3 separate regions of the Gossypium hirsutum genome follow, and all the other regions are linked to region 2. The links are chromatin contacts, called in public Hi-C maps. All regions are on one chromosome and are shown on one strand. Each heading gives the region's core, a stretch centred on a gene start, on an enhancer-like site or on the middle of the called end of the contact. The rest is flanking DNA. Distances are from core to core; before and after follow the strand shown. Region 1 holds the start of LOC107912811 (calcium-dependent protein kinase 28). Region 2 holds the start of LOC107912801 (AAA-ATPase At3g50940). Region 3 holds the start of LOC107911032 (GDP-mannose 4,6 dehydratase 1).

Region 1 (2,948 bases), core at 307-2,806, 170 kb after region 2:
CAAAACTAATTGACATAATGTATAATGTTAAGGTTAAAGTTGCTATCATGCCAATTTTAAAAGTTGTTGCATCATCCTTTTTTTAGTCATTTAATGGCATTGGTCGGTGACCAAAAATGATAAAATCAAATAGCTGGATGATCGTTTTGTAACTTTTCTTAATTAGGTGATCAAAAAAGGAACTTACCAATAACTGGGTGGCTACAAGTGTAGTTTACCCTAAGAATTATTAACGGTAAAAGCCAAGGTTATTAAAATATTAGTAAATTTATGTTTCAATCGTCCAACTTCAAAAAGTTACAAAATGGTCACTAAACTATTTGAAAGTTTTCGTTTAAGTCATTAGGCTGTTAAAAAATAATTTTTAAAAAACAAAATTCCTATTACTTTTTAGTTAAAAAAAATTTTATATTTTGAAAATCATATATTCAATTAAGTAAATATTATAATAGTATAATTTTTCATTTTAAATATTTCTTGCTTAAAATATTTTTTTAAAAAATAAAACACTTAGCATTAGTGTGTAAAAAATGTTTGAAATTGTATAATTAAACACATATTTGTCACTTAAAAAGTAAAATGTTAATTATTAATTAATTTGAATAAAATTATTTTACCTATAGTTTATATCTTATTAGCATAATTTTAATTTTTACATATACTATAAGATTGACCTATGTTTAGAAATTATGTATATATATATCTCATATACATATAATAATTTAAGATATTACTTTTATCAAATAAAATATTAAATCACAAAATATATATAAAAATTAAAAAATGATTTAAATTTATTTATGATATAATCATAAAATTATAAAAATAAATTTTTATATATTTGTGTTTATAGTGCACAGTCTGAGAAAACTAGTTTATTAATTATATTTAACTTTTAATTCAAAAAGATCTAACAATAATATTAAAATTATTAAATAAAAAGATTCAAAATGAGATTTACTGTTATTAAATTCATTTTTGGGGTAGAATAAGGAGTAAAAAGTAATTCTACCATTATATCAAATTAAAAACTTACAATTTCTGGAGGATGGGAATTGGGAGATTGTTGGTCTACCTACCAAACAAAACTTGAATTAATTGTCTTAAAAGTTGTTATTTAAGAAATTTGTATAAAGATTTAGTGCAAGACATTATTTTCTTTTGAAGTTACCAATACATAGGTTTATAATTAAAATTAATTAGTTTAAAACACCATAAAAAAGTATAAAATACATCCAAACCATATAATAAAACCTCATATAGGATCATAATTGAGCTACTAAAAACAGCTTAGTTAGGTGAGGGAAATAAACACACAGAAGAGGAAAATCTCACTGCATTTTTCTTATTTTGGAGTTAACTATAAATCTCTATTTTTTCTTTTATTATTTGAATTTAACGATTAAAATTTCATTAAATCAAATTATTAAGTTCTTGAGATTAACATTTTCTAATATATAAAGACTTGAGAGACTGAAAGCACAATTAGACCAATGTAGTGTCGTTATTTGGTCATAACATAAAATAATAAAATAAAAGCGCTTTTGACTATGGGCATGGCCTTGGCAGGCAGCACCTACACCACCATCTCCTTCTTACCTTCTTCCTACCTTGTTTCCTCTCTCATTGCCATTATCTTTGTTTTGGGGGCTTTTAATCATTTACCCTTTTACTATTTATTTATTTTCTTCTCTCTTCTTTTCCTATGGGATTCTATCTCTACAACTCATTCCTTTAGCATACCTTCTTCTTCTTCTTCTTCTTCTTTGTTAACAACATCATGGGAGCCTGTCTCTCCACCACCAAAGTTATTGGCTCAAGCAGCAACGCCGCCGCCCACCACCGCAAACATCAACCCTCTGCCACCACTGTAACGGTCAATGAGAAGAAAGAGTCTCGAAAGCCAAATAATCAACAGGGTCAGCGGCAGCAGGTGAGGAGTTCTCAGCCTTTAAAGGTCAAAGGGAAGCCAAGTTCGACCAGACAAACCGGGATCATACCCTGCGGGAAGCGTACTGATTTTGGGTATCATAAAGATTTTGATCAGCGATACACCATTGGGAAATTGTTGGGACATGGACAATTTGGTTACACCTATGTTGCCATCGACAAGGCAAATGGGGATCGTGTTGCTGTTAAGAAAATTGATAAAAATAAGGTATTCTTTTTTAATGTTTTTGTCATCCTTTGCTTGTTTCTGCTTCTGGCTTCTTGGGATTATTTTGATTCACTTTTTCCTTTTGGCTATATCCGTAGTCTATTATATTCAAGGTGGGATTTTTTTTTCTTCTACTTTGGGTTCCTTAATGGTTATGGGAGTGTTTCCCTTCTCTGATTTGTAACCCAGTGTGGAGAGTTTGTTCTTTTCCCCTTCTGATTGGTCTCAATTAGAAACACCATCGACTTGAGTGTGGTAAAATTAGGTGGGTTATCTGCAATAACCTCGTCGAGCTATGAGGATTTTGAATCCTTTCTTCTTCGGCTTGATAATCTTATTACTGTTTTAAGATCTTGGTATGACAATCTTGTAATAGCCATCTTGTTATAGCAAGTTTACAGCAATTGATTTAACTGTCATGATAGTTGAGCTAAAAGACAGTAGTTGCATCTGAAATCTAATATATCTTGCTGTTTGAACTGACAGTGTATTCAATAGAAGCATCGTAGAGATATTGAATGGAAGATGATGTATTTTTCACTCAATTAACTACTCAAAATTTGGTAGTTCTAATATCTCTTTTGCTTTTTCTTATGTGGTGGGGTGCAGATGGTTCTTCCAATGGCTGTTGAGGATGTCAAGCGAGAGGTTAAAATATTGGAAGCCTTGAAAGGGCATGAGAATGTGGTTCAGTTTTATAATGCGTTTGAGGATGATTCTTATGTATACATTGTTATGGAGTAAGTTTTATGAATATCGTCTTCTTCTATAGCTGTTCTTTGAGTTCTCA
Region 2 (2,902 bases), core at 121-2,620:
CTTTGGACTTCATTAGTTCACCGGCAACTTCAGCTGGGGAAACATTGATCTCTTCTATAATCTTTTCTATACGAGAGAAGAGATTGTGGTTCGAAATGCCGAGATAGTTGGCCGCGAGTTGCTTGAAGGTAGAGGCGGTGCTGTAAGACAAGCATATGTGCTTGTCCATGCGACCGGCTCGCAACAGCGCAGGATCGATTTTATCCTTGTAGTTGGTGGTGAAAACAATGATCCTCTCGTCTCCGCAGCATGACAATAGGCCGTCGATGGCGTTCAGAAGTCCAGAAAGTGTCACCTGATGACATGACAATAACACAAGTTAACACCCTTCATATGGTCATATTCAAGATTCAAGTTGATGAATTACCTGGACATGCGGATAACTCGCGGTTGTGTCCCCTGCATCTCTGTTCTGTAATTTGACTGTACAATCAATATCTTCAATCACAAGAATGGAACGATTCGACACATGAAGCAACAAGTACTCAAGAGAGGAGTCCGAGTTGACTGCTGATAAGTTCAAGTTGTAAATATCAAAGTTGAGATGATTTGCCATGGCTGCAATCAAACTTGATTTGCCTGTTCCAGGGGGACCATATAGCAAGTAACCACGCTTCCACACTTTCCCAATTTTCTTATAGTACTCCTTGCCATTAATAAAGCTGTCAAGATCCTCCATAATAGTCTTTTTGAGGTCACCATCCAAGGCTAATGTATCAAATGTCATAGGATGGTCTAGATTGACAGCACTTGAGCTCCACCTTTCACGCCTCACAGTGTGAAACTTCACCATCCGATTCCGGTCTTTCAGTTTCTTGGCCGTGTTGATGATGTGAGGAATATACTTGCTCTTTACCATCTCAACATGATTCTTCTGAAAACTAAGCTCGTACCACCTCGATTCAGATTTTTGTTGATTATTAGTATTCGTGTTGACATCAGCGTTGTACTTCCACTTCAAGGGAACACCATGGAATATATCCACGATCTCCGAGTGCCTATCCAGGCCGAACGTGAACTTCCTTACTTTCTCGCTCTTGCCTACGGTGAGCCGCTTCGGGGAACCTTCGGCAGCTGAAGCAGACAGTACATGGCTGCCAAGGTATTCCATGGTAGCCTGGAAAATATGGTTCCTTGATCCATCATGTGATTCTTCGATAACCAAGGTGAATTCCGATGAGAAACGGCGGATGAAACTCCACAAATAGTCTCTTATTTCCTTGGGGACGAAGTCGTTGAATGTGATGCGGATAATAGTGAAAGTAGCCAAAATTGACAGTGTCGATGCCATAGCAACTTTTTAGCCTCTTGATTTCCTCTCATTGGTAGCAACTCTTTTCTTTTAATCCATTTTATAGTGAAGTAAAACCAGAAAAGGGCTCTTATTTTTAATTCAACCACTGCTTTTCTGGTTTATGACAAAGAAATTTCCTTGTCAAATTTGAACACTTAAAGTTCTAAGAAAAGGACATAATGATCGTACATTTCCCATGTATTTGAAACTCTATCCACGCAATAATACATAGGATGTAAGCCCCCATCCACACAAGAGCCACGCTTCGAGCTTGTAAACTAGTTAATCATGAGATATATGTCATCGAGGTTCATTTATTCTCATAAGAATAAAGTATATTTGGTGATCAATCATTTAATTTTTTAGACAATACCCACCACAAAATTATTGGGTGACACAGATAGCATGATTTTGGCAAAAAATAACGGAGGTAGCTGTTAAAGTCAGTGGACTGCAATGTCTTGGAAACTCATGCTTGGAAATTTAATGGACAAATAATAGACCAGCTGCCTTTTCTCTGTAATTTCTGTGTTACAGTGTCTCCATTTTCAGTTGAAAGCTCAAGTCTTGTCCTTTGGGGATGAATGAAAGGATGTTACTTAAAACTCATGGATACTCTCAGATTGTACATCAATATATAATTAATAATATCGACTTGACTCCCAGTGTAGCAATTAAACAATGAATATGAACCTGTTTGTTTTTGGAATTAAATAATATGGTTTCAAAAATAAATTAAAGGATGCCACTATCATGCCTATAAGACATGAAAAGAGGCAAACTTGTACTCAGAGCATTTAAAAAACACAAACTATCTACTTATGTATAAATTAAGGTAAACTATCTATTTATTCACTCAAATTTTAGGTCACTTTTATTTTTGTCACAAGATATGAAATCCTTGCAATTTTGTCTTTTAATTTTTAAGGCGCTTTCATTTTAGTAATCAAAACGTTAAATTCTAACTACGGTTAACTATATCCGCCGCATCATGTTTACACTTTCATTTAGTTCACCTAAAAAAATTATTTTTTAAGTTTTGATTAGAGTGAAAAATTAAAAGATTAAAGTAGAAAAAGATAGAAACTAAAATAATTAATTAAAATTTTATCAAATTATACTTGTTTACCCTCTGCCAAAGGTTCTAAATTTCTTTTTTTTTTAATATTAAAATTTTAAAAAATCAATTTTTTATCTCTTGATAGTGTTTGTTACTATAATATTAAAATTAATTCAATTAATTAATTTAATCCCCCTCTAAAATTTTAAATTTTATTTTATGTTTCTAAATTAAAATCAATTAAAATGACTCATTTTTAATAATTGTCTACAAAACTCAAATTTCTTTTTAATATGTAATCTTAACTCTTCCATACTAAGCTAAAAGCAAAATAATCCTTGCAAATAATTAATTTAATTAATTTTATTTTCCATGTCGGACAAAATTCATAAATTTTTCATCACTTATTTACCCAAATGAAAACAAGCAATTAATATAATTAATTACAGATGTTTTTTTCTTTGCTTTTAGATTAATAAGGAATATTCGAGATTATATAATAAAAAATTAAATTTCATAAGAAATTATTAAATATGAGTAATTTGAGT
Region 3 (2,700 bases), core at 19-2,518, 140 kb before region 2:
ATCCATATAACCAGCATCGACCAGTACTTTCTCCCTCTTAGCCAACTCGATATCTTCATCAACCATCATCTTCACCAATTGCTCAAACCCAACTTTGGGTTTCCACCCAAGAACCTTCCTTGCCTTACTTGAATCACCTTTCAGGTTATCCACCTCGGCAGGCCTAAAATACCTCTTATCAATCACAACATGATCTTTCCAGTTCAACCCAACATACCCAAATGCCACTTGCAAAAACTCCTCCACCGTATGCGATTCCTCCGTCGCCACCACGTAATCGTCCGGCTTCTCTTGTTGCAGCATCATCCACATAGCTTCCACGTAATCCCCGGCAAAACCCCAATCCCTCGAAGCTTGAAGGTTCCCCAAAAACAACTTGTTTTGCAACCCAATCTTGATCCTCCCAACGGCCCGGGTGATTTTCCGGGTCACGAAATTCTCTCCTCTCCTCGGGGACTCGTGGTTAAAAAGAATCCCATTGCATGCGAAAAGCCCGTAAGCTTCCCTGTAATTCACAGTGTACCAATGCGCGGCGCATTTGGAAGCTGCGTATGGAGATCTGGGGTGAAACGGGGTGTGTTCAGATTGCGGAGGAGGGGTGGATCCGAACATTTCGGACGATCCAGCTTGGTAGTACTTGATATGGGTCCGACCCGTGGCGGCGATGTGGGACCTAACGGCTTCCAACAAGCGAAGAGCTCCCGTAGCCACCACGTCAGCTGTATAATCAGGGATCTCAAAAGAGACGGCCACGTGAGATTGAGCCGCCAGATTGTAAACCTCATCGGGTCGAATAGTATCGAGCCAGCGACGAAGCGAGGAAGCGTCGGTGAGGTCAGCGTAATGGAGCTTCATCCGAGCCTTGTGGGCGTTATGTGGATCAATGTAGATGTGGTTGATACGCTGCGTATTGAAGTTGGAAGAGCGGCGGATCAAGCCATGGACTTCATAGCCTTTGTTGAGGAGGAATTCGGTCAGGTAGGAACCATCTTGACCGGTGATGCCAGTGATCAACGCGATCTTGCGGTCAGGAGCCGCGTCGCCGTTGACAGTATGAGATCCGGATCCAGATCCGACCCTGGAACTGTTATTCTCGGTTGCCATTTCAGAGCTCGAACCTGAGGGGAAAAAGCTTTGACGGTGAAATTTCAATTTTTGAGATGAAAAGAAAAAGTGGAAGAAGCGCTTTGTGGTGCGTTTAAGCAATTGGTTGTTTATAAGAGTCGGGTGAGTCTGTGTAGGGAGGGGGACAACGGAGGATTAAATGGTCAATGAAGAAGGCATTAATATTCTGTGAACTTACAAATTTGTCCCTGAGAAGTTAAATGCGCGGTGCAATTTGATTGGTTGGGTTTGTCTAATTGTCTGCCTGGTATTGGTTGATCACCAGAGCGGACTCTTTCCTAATTCAACAATTTTATTTTATGGACTTTTGAACGTAACACAACCGATGATGATGGAGGTCATGATTACTATAAAATGCTTAAATTTAGATTTTTATGTATGATTTAAAATATATTTTGATGATTAAATTTTACAATTTTATTAATAATATTATTGATTTATTATATTTTAATCAATAAATTATTAATCATCGTTAATGATGTAACAAAAGTTTAACATGGTATATTATATCATTATTTTAGACGAAAGTTTTAAGTTAATTTGTACAATTAATCTTTACTTTTGACTTAAGGATATAAAAAGTTTTTATTTTTTTTAAAGTAATTAAATCACTATTTTTTTTACATTCAATTAAAATATACAAAAAAGATGTCTTTTGACGGTTAACTTTAATGGTTAATAAGATTATTAAAGTTAATTGCCTTTAATTTTTTTCAGTTAAAGTCACATTGTATCAAAACCATGGCAAAATATGTAACAAAAAAATAAAAAAAATCAATAAAATTTATAAAAATTATTAAATTTTAATAAAAATATAAAAAAATTAAATCTTATTAAAAATTAGAAATAAATTATAAATATAATAAAAAATTGTAAACTTTTATAAAAATCATAAAAAAATTATAAAATACATTAAAAAGGTCATTTAACCATTAACTTTAATCGTTAATAGTTAAAGTTAACATCTCCCATTTTTTTATTTAAAGTTAAAGAAAAATTATAAAATACTTCTTATGGTACGATAATAAAAATTATAAAAATTATCGTACCAAAAGAAGTATTTTATAATTTTTATAATTTTTTACGAATTTTATATTTTTTTATATTTTTTTATAATTTTCTTACGACTTTATAAAATCTTATAACTTTTTCTATATTTCTATATATTTTATATTTTTTACAATTTTTATAATTTTTTTCTAATTTTAATAAAATTTAAATATTTTTTTATAGTTTTATTAAAATTTAATCATTTTTATAAATTTTTTATTGATTTTTTTACCACATGTAATACCATGGTTGTGACACATGATTACTTTAACTGAAAAAAACTAGAGGCAGATAACTTTAACGGTCAACTGTTAAAATTAACGATCAAATGACATTTTTTTATGCATTTTGGTAATTCAAGTGCCCAATTGAGTGAAAAAAAGGAGCTTAATTGTTTTTTCTAAAAAAAAGTTTGAAGAATTTTTTGGTGCATTTTGAAAGTTCAAGTACTCAATTGAGTCCAAAAAAAAGCAGGGGCCTAATTTTTTTTTAAAAAATATGAGAGTCTTTTTTATGCATATTGAA

The links. Hi-C and Micro-C count contacts between places; a contact is called where the count stands out from the background.
Region 1: a Hi-C map of leaf shows a contact between it and region 2, with 1.7 times the contacts expected there. The contact joins the promoter of LOC107912811 here to the promoter of LOC107912801 in region 2. A contact is called at or near these places in 2 of 34 Hi-C or Micro-C datasets (callus and leaf).
Region 3: a contact with region 2 is called in a Hi-C map of callus, with 2.7 times the contacts expected there. The contact joins the promoter of LOC107911032 here to the promoter of LOC107912801 in region 2. A contact is called at or near these places in 2 of 34 Hi-C or Micro-C datasets (callus and leaf).

What each region holds. Positions count from the first base shown.
Region 1 is chrD11:20,684,391-20,687,338 of Gossypium_hirsutum_v2.1, reverse strand. LOC107912811 (calcium-dependent protein kinase 28) reads left to right here and starts at 1,556. Exons shown (of 12, transcript XM_016841150.2): 1 at 1,556-2,158; 2 at 2,768-2,898. The coding sequence starts at 1,781.
Region 2 is chrD11:20,854,196-20,857,097 of Gossypium_hirsutum_v2.1, reverse strand. LOC107912801 (AAA-ATPase At3g50940) reads right to left here and starts at 1,370. Exons shown (of 3, transcript XM_016841137.2): 1 at 368-1,370; 2 at 1-295. The coding sequence starts at 1,291.
Region 3 is chrD11:20,996,324-20,999,023 of Gossypium_hirsutum_v2.1, reverse strand. It overlaps LOC107911032 (GDP-mannose 4,6 dehydratase 1), which reads right to left and starts at 1,268. Exons shown (of 1, transcript XM_016838931.2): 1 at 1-1,268. The coding sequence starts at 1,104.